Regions from separate parts of the Zea mays genome. Here all the other regions are linked to region 3. A link is a contact called in public Hi-C data. All regions are on one chromosome and are shown on one strand. Each heading gives the region's core, a stretch centred on a gene start, on an enhancer-like site or on the middle of the called end of the contact. The rest is flanking DNA. Distances are from core to core; before and after follow the strand shown.

Region 1 (3,781 bases), core at 154-2,653, 210 kb before region 3:
TGTCTTCAGGTTCATCCAAGAAATCTAACATAAGCCTTTGAGCAATCACTTTCCCACTAAGTTCTTTTCCTGCATCATTCAATCCATAATCATGGTCATCCCATGTTCCAAGAACCTGCAATTAGCAAATTTCAGTGGTGACACCAATTTGCCATCTTTCAGAAGAGGAAAGAAGCAGTGTTGCAAAGTCTCCGTAAGGGTAGAACATACATAAACTGTAAATAAACGAAGAGACAAAGTGACACCCAGCCCACAGTTGGAGATTAAGAGGGTGTTTGGTTTAAAAAAGCAATCCATTCTAGATGAGGTGGTGCATCATGAGTCAATTCCACAAATTTAGTGAAATAAACTCATTTTTTATATTATTACTAATTATTAGCCTACGAAGAATGAAATAGTGATGAATCAACTCATTCTATTCCATAAACCAAACAAGAAAGCTAGGAGTAAGAATATGATGAACTACCTCCTTTCTCAAACCAAACACGCTGCCATAGAACCAACTCGGGACTGGGGAGTGCATTCTAGTATTTCGATTTTATATACGTTTGCCATTATTGGGAGTGCATTCTAGTATATTCGATTTTATGTACGTTTGTCATTATTGTAATGCTGTATCGTCAGCATATCCATACTGTTGAGTGTTGAATCTTTACAGGATCAAGACGAGCCGCTCCGACATTCCATGGGCGAGAAAACAAAGGATCGGAGGCCTGACCTGAGCCCTCTCCCTGAGCCTGGCGTACCCGGGCTGCGCCCTGGCGAGCTGGTACCGCCTCCGCAGCTCCTCCTCGGTGGAAGGGTAGAAGCGCGGCACGTTCTTCCAGGGCCCCACGGTGCGCTCCCTCCCGAAGACCCGGAATGGGCGCTTGTTGTCGCCGTAGACGTTGTCCCCGAGCCAGACGAACACCTGCGGGTCGAACCCCGCGACGGCGTTCCAAATGGGCTGCACTAAACAATCCCCGTCACAACTTGATCGAAATGGGCGGGCATGGCCGTGTGGGCGTTCCGTCGACCACCTGGGGCTCGCTCTGGTTGGCACAGGATCCGAAGGCGATCCTGGACACCACGGCGTCGGGGGCGGCGCGGACCGACGAGGACAGGATCAGGAGAAGGAGGAGGGCGAAAGTGGCCGCCATTGCGGGTGGGGAGCGACGTACGAGCGAGCCCGGCAGAGACGAGGCGGTGAGGAGAAATTCCCAATTGCGGGAGAGGTGGACGTGTGGTGGTGGGGTGGGGGCGATGCCGATGGCAGACCGCAGACGCACGGAGAGAGAGAAAGAGCGAGGAAGAAAGTTGGAAGCTCCTTGTTTGTTTGGCCTTTCTTTTCACCGGTTCCGTTTTAACTAATTAATTAATATTAATGCGGTGGAAATTGGAATGGTGTGGACATCTGCGTGCCGTGTTTCTCTCCTGACGCCGTGATCGTGGTGATGTTTCTAGAGATAGAGAACAACATGCAGGAATTTGCACCATGTGCTAGCCAAGTTGCAGCAAAGTGCATCACGTTGCTAGTTTCCATTTTGAGCTGGGATATTTCCAGAGCTGTCACCTGTGGTTATGGGGATGTTTGGATCCGGGAGCTAAACTATACTGATTAAAGTTTAGCTCTAAAATATTTTTTACTATTTTTATTACTTTTAACTCTTTTTATTTAGATCTTTAGCTTATAAAGTGACTATATTTTAGTTATTTCTGTTTTAGCTCTGGAATCCAAATAGGCTCTAACCAGAGAAAACCTAGTTCCAAATATTTGTTGCTTAAAGCCTTAAACGGCTCGTGGAGCACTTCGTTGTGCAATTCACATTCAGAGAAGAGATCTAAGGGACTGTTTGTTTTAGCTTATAGATTATATAATCTATATTATAATTTAAATTATATAATCCAAATTATAATCTAGATATATTATAATCTATATGTAGTTGTTTGGTAGTTTAGATTATACAAATGTAGATTATTTACAAAGACAACAATATCCTTATTTGTTTATTTGAGGTGAGAAAAGAAGGATATCATATATTGTAATTTCTATTTACATAACCATGAGTAGTGGGTCTTTTACCAAAATAATCGCAAATAAGGTACTCCTGGGGAGATTATAAGATTATCTTAATCTGGACTTTAGATTATATAATCTGAACTCATAATCTAGTTGTTTGTTTATCTAATGGATTATTTGCGCCAGATTATATAATCTGGAGAGATTATAATCTAAAACAAACAGGGCCTGAGTCACAAATATTTATTGCCTATAAACGGCTCGTGGAGCACCGTCTTTTCCTTTCTAAATTATATAAGTTGGATTACGGTGAAGTAATACTAGGATAAAATATTATTTTGGATTCATAAATAAGATAAAATAAGCTACATAATGATATCTTAATTTCAACTTATTTATAGTTCTAAAGTAATATTTTATCCTTCTACTCTTTTACTATAATACAAATTATATAATTTAGAAGGGAAATGAACAAGCCCTTACACTCCTAGTAAAGCTTCAACACCAAGCAAATTATCAGATGCTTTAATCTTTATGGATACATTATGAACGCTGCACAGCCAGCCTTAGACATCTAAAATCCAACAAATATATAGTTCCTTTCCTTCCATTATTATTATTATTATTATTATTATTATTATTATTATTATTATTATTATTATTATTATTATTATTATTATTATTATCGTTATTTCTATAGTAAAAATTGTGCACCATGCCGTGCAGGGAGTTTGCCACGTCACTTCTTTCTTCTCAGCCGTTGGATACCAAATGGAGTACAGAAAATTGTCCATATCGCCTTTTAATAGAGTCTATTGGATGCCTTTTGAACGGTGCATACTCTGCCTTTTTTTCCTCTCACATCCTCCCGTAAGTTCCAGAGAAGACTGGGCATTGGACACTCCGACCAATAAGAAATCCTCCCGTAAGTTCCAGAGAAGGCTGGGCATTGGACACTCCGGCCAATAAGAAAACGGGCAAAAGAAAGAAAAGGGAAGGAAAGCAACGTGAGAGGCACGCCCTCGCTCCTGGCAGCCGAGAACGCGTCTACTGCTCCTGACGGCTAGGTTTCCATCCTCCTCTCCTCAGTCTCTCGATCTTGCTCTTCTTAGGTCCTGTGACAACAAATCTCTCTATCCGCATCGTCGTTCTTAGGCGCCGTCGTGAACGCTACTTCTCTTGCAGGTAACAACCCTAAGTTCTTGATGTTCGATATCTTCCATATTTTCCTTTTTTTCCTCCTCCATACTTCTTAGCCTTCTCCAGCGCCGTCGCGACTGATTTTCAATACTGTATTTCCTTTATTCGGTAATTTTTCTATATTGCAGTTCATTTGTTCGATAACTGTGGAGGTTCCCAATCGCATATTCCGCTCCTACGAAACGACGTCGTTCTCTATCACCGTTGTCGACGCTATTGCTGCAGCAAGTGAACGACAAAGGTGACAAATCCTACAGAATCCTTTTTTACATAGTTAGAAAATGAAAAAAAATAAAAAATAAAAGAAAGAAATATGATAGGACACGCCCTCGCTCCATGAAACCAATGACGCGTCCGTGGCTAGATTTCCATCCTCCTCTCCTCATGTTATCGACCTTGCTCTTCTAAATGTGCTAACAAACTGTTCAGCTCAGTATTTATCTCACTTCTGTTCTAATCCATTTTTGCTGACTACGTACTGCTGTCTATACGAAGACAACCCATAAATGCACACAACTATTAGCTAGAAACTATTTAATTAAGTGGTCGCTTGCCATTTTCTACATGCTGCTATTTTTGCTA
Region 2 (3,991 bases), core at 484-2,983, 140 kb after region 3:
AAGGGAGGGAGGAGACATTTTAGTTTGTTTATCGATATGAATAGGGCACAGTTTACCTCCTACTTTATGTTGGTGATATTGTACTAACAATTTCCTCAACCACTCTGGTTGCACTAACAATTACCTCCTTACTTTATGTTGGTGCACTTCAGCAGAAGTCCCCTGTGATAGATCTTAACGCTCTTCATAACTTCTTGGGCATACATGTTCAGCACACAGGTTTGGGTCTCTTCCTCTCTAAGCTATAGTACATTATTGAGATTCTTGAGCATGCTAGAATGATTGACTGCAGAGGCCACCTAGTTACGTCAATTATTGTTGCCTAAGGCTAAGATGCACACTCTCAGCCATTGGTCATTCAGCCATTCTGGTACCGTTTCAGTCGTTGTATTACATTTTCACTCATTCTGTTGTGGTTTCAGTGATTCTGTTACTGTTACAGTTGCAGACGTTCGGTCACAGCGGGACACATGGGGAGTGCCGCGTGTTTGGTGGTTGCAGCGTGCGGGCTAATCGGGGTGCGACGGTTAGGGCACCTGAAGAAGCGCATGGGCTAATTAGAATACATGTGTTTAGTGTGTTTACAACGGTTCCCGATGGAATGTTTCGAAAGTTTTGATTGACATTTTTTATTTTAAAGATTTTCATAAATGGCTTACGAAATGACATAGTGGCTTACGAAATGACATAGTGGCTTACGAAATGACATGTTCTCAAGTATGCCATTGGGTAATACTGATCCCGTGGAGGAACTGTAGAACAGGCCCTGCTCATAGCATGAAAGCATAGATCTGGGCCTAGGCCCAGGAATGCATGGGCTTATCCCTGAGCCCTTCACCATCTCGGTTCTCGAAGCCGTAGTAGAAGATATGACAGGGACAAGTATTCCACACCTGATCCCCGGACAGAAAAAGAAAAAAAAAACTGAAAAAGACCCCGCCGATTCTAAGCGGCTGGCTGCCACTCAAGTTGCTCGTCCTTTTCTTGCCACCCAGCAGCGCTCCATCTGCATATTGGCAACGGAGAAAACCTTTACTATCTCGATGATAAGCACATAGAACCTTTGCGTCTCAATGACAAGAACCTAAAGGTTACCTTTCTTTGTTCTTGGGCCACATGCCACTCTGTTCACGCATTTAGCTAGAGCAACGAAGCAGATATCCTACGGGAGGGAATGACAACAAAACATGACCATGAATATTCACGGCACGCCTTGTCCAGCGGCGCTGGTAAATACTTTGTGGCCATGGAGATGCAAGCGGGTAGCAGGACAACAGCAACCATACGACCAGCATGGCACTTTCTTATCATACGAACCTAGCACAGTGTGAGTTTAGTGCAAATAACAAGACTTGATATATGGTGCTCGTCCAATTTGATTAATGTGCACAGTGTGTGTGTATACTATATAGCAGTACATATGAAAATCCAACAAGGAACAGGCACGACGAAACATTTCAGGATCCAGGATTTTCCAACCGCCCTAAGATGGTAGCGACATGCTGAACAGTGACGAACAGCAGAAACGGACACAGAACTAGATATCTGGAAAACCGGCTGGGCGGAAGGTGAGGCCAAAACGATCATGCAAACTGGGAACAGTGAGGTGATCAGCTGCGACACAAGTTATGGATCAGGCAGGAATCTTGCCCACATCCCCTTCCACCACTCATTCGCAGCCACCAACCGTTCGCCTCAGCGTGCGCAGCCGCGGTCACCACATCACAGAACGGCGCTCACTTCTTCCCATAGCTAGGTTCCTATGCCCACAGTCACACAGCTTGTCTCCTTCCTCCTCTCCACCCCGGCCCCTTGATCTCATCTCTTCCATCCTAGCTTGCTCGCCGCTGCCAGTCTCTCCTCCACCTGCAACTCCCATGTCTCAGTCTTCTCCTCTCTTCTCCGTCGCCCGAGCGCACGCCGGAGCAGGAGGGCGAGCCGTGGCAGCCGCTCTCCTGCTCCGTCGTCGCCCCATTGCACAGCTGCCGCACAGCATCCATGGCCTACGGTGTCTCTCTCCAGCCAGAGCGACACCTTCCAAGACGCTCCTCAGCCTCCCCCGCGCCACGCTGTCCTCCTTCGCCGACCCCGACGGCGACGGCGGCTCCAGCGCGAAAGCCAGCGACGGCGGCGCCAAGGCCGGCGCCGGCGGGGAGGAGCAGGTCGGGGAATGCGAGATGTCGGAGATGGCCAGGGCGTTCCACATCTCGCCACGGGTGGCGACGTCCATCTCCGTGACGATCGCGTTCGCCGCCCTCACCGTGCCGCTGGCGATGCGCTCGCTGGTCTGCCACGGGACCTTCAGGATGAACGCGCTGGCGTACTTCACGCTCCTGTCGGGGTTCTACATGGCGTGGAACATCGGGGCGAACGATGTCGCGAACGCCATGGGGACGTCGGTTGGGTCCGGAGCTCTGACGCTCCGGCAGGCGGTGCTGACCGCCGCGGTGCTCGAGTTCTCCGGCGCATTCCTCATGGGGACCCATGTCACCAGCACCATGCAGAAGGGAATCCTGGTTGCGTCTGCGTTCCAAGGGAAGGACTCTCTGCTCTTCGCTGGACTCATATCCTCCCTTGCTGCTGCCGGTACATGGCTGCAGGTATGTTATGTGGTCCATGATTCCATCGCCCTTTTGAGTTCTGCTGAGATTTCACCCAGTTTCTTGGGAACTAGGATGTGCTACCAGTGACATGATCATGCAACCATCTCTATCGGTTGCGCTACGTACAAATGAGGACCTTGATCAACCGCGACGTGCCTTCCAAAACCAATTTTGGAGGCCTTTCTATGCTTTCTGCTCTTGTTTGTTTGTTTGTGGGTTGGCCCTCTCAAGTGTTTGTGGTTGTCCCGTAGCCTGCTGAGGCATATGCCGTCTCGTTGAGCCAAAACCTTCTGTTTCCTTGAATGCAAGGCAGATCTCCTGCCACTTACTTTCGAAAAAACCGATCATGGCACCAGAACTACTGATTAATTAATCTGATATGGAAATTCATAATCTTTACACACATGGAAGCTAGTCAATGTTGCCAAACAAATCATGGCCGCTAACTGCATCTTTAACAAAGACTCTGCAAAGGGAAAGGAACCAGCAACTTAGTAAATATAACCATCTGCCCATATCATGGTTTTAGGCTTCGCGGTGTGAAATAATTTGTTATGCCCATGTTGAGATTGGTTTAATTATATTATTATATGTGATCATTATTGCAAACTGCGCCATAAGAGTATGCATCTACATGTATTAACCTGTGCTGTGTTCTTAGGTTGCTTCGTCATATGGCTGGCCTGTCTCAACTACACATTGTATCGTTGGGGCCATGGTTGGTTTCGGGCTGGTGTATGGAGGGGTGGATGCAGTTTTCTGGAGTTCTTTGGCTAGAGTATCTTCATCCTGGGTCATCTCTCCTTTGATGGGTGCAGCTGTCTCTTTTCTTGTTTACAAGTGCATACGCAGGGTGAGTTCCAGAGTAGCCTCCCTTTATAATCTAAATGACACACTAAAAACAAAAGACAGTTCCATTTCAGTACTTACACAAAAATGATTATATAACCAAAATGCCATAAATACATAGACTGTTTATGAGGAGGTGCAAAGGTTATTTTTGTACTGACCTGTTTTTTTACTCAGTTTGTATACAGCGCACCAAATCCAGGCCAGGCTGCAGCTGCTGCTGCACCAATCGCAGTCTTCACCGGTGTCACTGCAATCTCGTTTGCTGCTTTTCCTCTCAGCAAGGTGTTCTCCATTGCCATCCTGCAAGCAGTGTCCAGTGGGGCAATAGGAGCCATCATTGTCTCCCGAGTGATCCAAAAGCAGCTAGGTGACTTGCTGTCTTCAGAAGCAGAGAAGATCGCGTCTGCTGAGAAGTCAAGTGCCCAGCAGGCTGGATTTCTCTCGGACATTGCTGGCCCTACGGGAGCTCAGCTGCAGATCGTGTACGGTGTGTTTGGTTACATGCAGGTCTTATCGGCATGCTTCATGTCATTTGC
Region 3 (4,208 bases), core at 585-3,084:
CCACCGTGGCTCACCGCTGACTTGGCTGCTTGCTGCGCCCACACAGCCCTCTCCCGCATCCGCTTCGCCGCCTTGCTTTCAGCGTCCATCAGCTCCCGAACCTTCTCCTCCACCTCCGCGCTCCCGACGACGTCAGCGCCAACCTTCAGGGCTATCCTGACGCCGGCGCCTAAGATGTTGGCCACGTGCCTTGCGTTCAGGTGCTGCTCCGCGATCATCGGCCACGCCAGCATGGGCTTCCCGGCGGCGAGGCTCTCCATCACAGAGTTCCACCCGCAATGGCTCACGAACCCACCAACTGCCTTATGGGCCAGAATACTTCTCTGCGGAACCCATCCACGGACGATCCGGTTGTTGGGCCCCACGTCCACCGGCGGCGACCACGTGTCAGATCGGACGGCCCAGAGGAAGGGATGGCCGGACTGCACCAGCCCGTGCACCAGCTCGTCCAGCTGCACGTCCGTGATGTGGGCCTGCGTCCCGAACGAGATGTACACCACCGACCCCGGATGCGCCGCCCTCTCGTCGAGCCACGAGAGACAGCCCTCGGGGTCTTGCTCCTTCTTCTCGCCGTCCGGCATGTCGCCGGCGGCCATGAACAGCGGGCCCACGAGCCAGGCACGGGCGCCCGTCTCGTAGAATGACTCCAAGGCCGACACGTAGGCCGCGTCGAGCGCGTCGAGGCTGTTGCTGAGGACTCCCCAGCTGCGCACGTCCGAATCACCGATCTCGTCCATGAAGAAGCGCGTGAACGGGTTGTCGGGGTCGGCCCTCTTGGTGACCCCATCGGGAACCTCCTCCGCCCTGACCGCCACGTGCTCCGGCATGCCGGGCACCTGGATCATGGTCCCGGGCTCGAAGCTGGTCGGCGGGCTCGCAGCGAGCGCCTTGCAGATCGCCGAGGCGAAGCAGGACATGCCGTTGAACACGATGCGGCGGACGCCGGCGTCGGCCGCCACGCGGCGCGTGAACCCGAGGAAGAAGTCGGAGACGAGCGCGAGCGGCGGGGACGGGAGCGACGCCAGGAACTCGGCGAACGGCCCGCGCAGGAGCCCCGTCGCCTGCATGAACGTCAGGTGCAGCGACGGGCACGGGAGGGCGTCGGTGGACTCGACGCCCTCCGGCAGCGGCGGGAACGACGGGAACGGGAGCGCGACGAGGCCCACCGACGCGGGCAGACGGCTCCGGGCGAAGGCCACGTTGCCCGGGGTGGTGACCAGGGTCACGCGGAGCCTGCCGTGTTGCGCCGAGAGTGCCGTGGCGAAGTGGAGCAGCGGGAGCATGTGGCCCTTCGCCATGAAAGGGAAGATGACGACGTGGTCGCGGCCTGACCTTGACACAGGAACGTTCAAATCCCCGATACGAACGAACTGCACGTAGGGGAGAATGCGACAAACAGTTGGAAAGGGTTTTCTCACCAGCGACAGCTGCGAAGTAGTCTGCCCGCGGGGCGCAGCGGAATCCGCGGCGGAGCTCCGACTCCGGCATGAAATCGCCACGCGCTCCGATCACCACTTCGCCCGTTGATACAACGGCCGGTTCTCTCGAGCGTTGCCGAACCCCACTGACCCAATCGATTGAGCCCAAGGTTCGCACGGCAGCGACGGATCTCGACTCTCTCTCTCGCGGTGGTTCACGAAGGCAGAGAAGTGGTAGTTCGGCGGCTGGTGAAGGCGGTCTTATAGCACAGAGATGCGAGGGGGAAGAAGTCCGCGGCGCCGGATCCTCGGCGAGATCCAGCATCGGCGGGTGGTTACGCCCGAGCCGGGCGCCATTGCAACGGCCCTGGCGGAGAAGGCGGGCTGACGCCTGGGTCCCACGCAACGGTGACTGTGAACGCCCTCGGCGAGCGGAGCCCACCAGTTAGTGACCGGGAAAGAAAACGCGGCGCGGGAGGGTGCGACTGATGCGCGGGTCCGGCCTGTCAGCGCCAGGCTGCGCGAGAGCGGGAGTTGGGCCGCCGCGGGTGTAATTCGTTGGTGGGCCGAGAAACAAAGTTGAGGCCCAACAGGCATTTTCTCTTGTTTTTCTTATTTCTGTTTGAATTTCTTTCACAATTTCGAATTTTGGTATTTAATTTATGAATTGTTCATGAGTTTCACACACAATTCAAGTGCACAAACAAAAGTCCCAGCATGATGCAATATTTTATTTTACTATTATTTTCATTTTATTTCATTATTTATTAGGGAATTTATCCATGACAATTGGTTTTTTTATACATGTGTGTGCTCAAGGAAGGGAAAAAATGCATATAATGTACATCCAAAACTCTATCTCCTTTATTTATTACTAGGTCTATGTCCGTGCGTTGCTACGGGAGTAAAAAATTAGTATGAAACATATATACAGAACGACAAACATCATTGTCCCTCTAATTGGTTGGACGCATCGTTTCATCGTGAGTCACTGCATGCATTGATTTTATCTAAGCATTTGTTTGGTGAGGGAATGTTGAAACACTATCTATATATCTATTCAGATGACTGAAAAATCTTTGTTGCAAAATAGTTCTTTGCTTTCCAGTTTAGTTTACTACTATTATGAACATTGATGGTATTTACTTGATCTTGTCCAAAGCAGTCCATGTTCAAATTCATTTGTGGGGTATATGGTGTCTCCAATATGCTCTAACTTAACTTCAGAAGAGGTTTACTTTCAGTGTGTGTGCGCATGGGGTAGGGCGAATGACAAAAGGCAGTGTTGTACATAAATAATAGCTTTTGAAAACTTGGCTAGTTGATTTAGCAGAGATGATTTGGCAGCTAGGTTAATTAGAACCAAATGATTTTCCCATGTTAAGTTAATTTCTTCTTTGGAGATGGACAAGAGTTTTATGCAATAAGAAAAAAGCAAAGCAGAAGGATATGCAGGAATATGCTCTTACTTAAATTCAGAAGAGGCTCTATTATTACTTTTAGTGTGTATGTGTTTGGCTGCAGGGGGTAACCAGTAACAAGCATATATGTAGTGGCAAGAGACTATATAATAATTTTAAAGTTGATGATTGCTAGGGGAGACTACTAAAGGATAAAAAATCGTCAAAAAAATTAAAACGCTTGCTTCGTCATTTTTCTGAATACTAAAGGATAAAAAAACTTCTCAACCATCCCTATCTTTCCAGTAATTTCAAGGGAGCTGAGCTGATAGGGATGGTTGGTAGAACGATGAGAGAAGCGTGAACCATTCCGTGCAAGGAAAATCACCGCCAAAAGATAGACGGTACAGAAGCTGGAGTCCATAGAAACAACACTAGGGTGTTTTCTTGGGCTTATTTCTAGCTTCCTAGAAGGTGTTGTGGACCGTCAAACGTCTATCTTTTCAGTCTATTTTTATAAGAATCGTTTTGGTGAAAACAGTTCAAAACCAACATGAACACAAAAAACGATCGTCGTCATAAAAGTAGGAAACTGTCAATTTCTAGATCATAAGAATGTCTCCAACAGATAGGGGGACGCAGAACTGTAGATGACACGAAGACATTGTTTATAGAGTGGAGTTTGAAACAAAAGATAAGATTGAAAATAAAGTTGAAGATACCCTGTGAACTCCTCACTTAATACCCATGATATTCAGAATCTTCTGGTGGCTAGCTTCTCTCCGCATCCGTATTCAGAAAAAAGACGAAACAAGTAGACCCCTAGTCTGCTAGAGCTTAGCAGGCGCTGACATCAGGAATTCAACTCGTTGGGTGGAGGTGTTAGTGTTAGGAGTTGTAAGATGAAGAAGAGGCGCATCATCAGGTGTTACAAAGGAGTTTCTATCTGTTTTTGCCGACCTGAGTGTTGGTAGTGAGAATTTAAGTATACAGAGGTTTTGTATAGGGTTCGTCCATTACTATGTAACTTGGTCGTGAAATTGAAAACGCTCAACATACCGAAAACAGATCACTGGAAAGAAACAGCTTGATGCAGGATACTTGAGTTCCAATATCTACTGTAGTTTGTTGGTTAGTGTTTTTCAGTTTTATTTAATGGATTTCATCAACTTTCAGAGAACTGATAGACAGTTTGGCTTCCGCGAACTCGTAGGCATCCTGAATAGAGCCATACAACTACCCTATCAATTCTACGGAGTAGAACGATTGGTCTATGCAGCATCAAGGGAAGCGCAACCATGTTCGTACCTACGACGGTTGCGGCGTCCGGCCTCGCGCGCCTTGCGCTTCTTCTCGTCCGTCTTGCTCTCGTACCTCCGGCGGCGCTTGA

What was found. Hi-C and Micro-C count contacts between places; a contact is called where the count stands out from the background.
Region 1: a contact with region 3 is called in a Hi-C map of leaf, with 9 times the contacts expected there. The contact joins the promoter of LOC100282921 here to the promoter of LOC100273588 in region 3. A contact is called at or near these places in 4 of 25 Hi-C or Micro-C datasets (ear, leaf and tassel).
Region 2: a contact with region 3 is called in a Hi-C map of leaf, with 7 times the contacts expected there. The contact joins the promoter of LOC100382112 here to the promoter of LOC100273588 in region 3. A contact is called at or near these places in 3 of 25 Hi-C or Micro-C datasets (ear, leaf and tassel).

What each region holds. Positions count from the first base shown.
Region 1 is chr5:183,232,909-183,236,689 of Zm-B73-REFERENCE-NAM-5.0, forward strand. LOC100282921 (alkaline phosphatase D) reads right to left here and starts at 1,404. Exons shown (of 9, transcript NM_001155826.2): 1 at 1,020-1,404; 2 at 719-946; 3 at 1-115. The coding sequence starts at 1,139. It overlaps LOC103627362 (a long non-coding RNA gene), which reads left to right and starts at 2,958. Exons shown (of 4, transcript XR_002748283.2): 1 at 2,958-3,184; 2 at 3,328-3,440.
Region 2 is chr5:183,584,066-183,588,056 of Zm-B73-REFERENCE-NAM-5.0, forward strand. It overlaps LOC100382112 (Inorganic phosphate transporter 2-1 chloroplastic), which reads left to right and starts at 1,734. Exons shown (of 3, transcript NM_001174873.1): 1 at 1,734-2,600; 2 at 3,265-3,456; 3 at 3,630-3,991. The coding sequence starts at 1,878.
Region 3 is chr5:183,442,421-183,446,628 of Zm-B73-REFERENCE-NAM-5.0, forward strand. It overlaps LOC100273588, which reads right to left and starts at 1,835. Exons shown (of 2, transcript NM_001148005.2): 1 at 1,419-1,835; 2 at 1-1,327. The coding sequence starts at 1,743.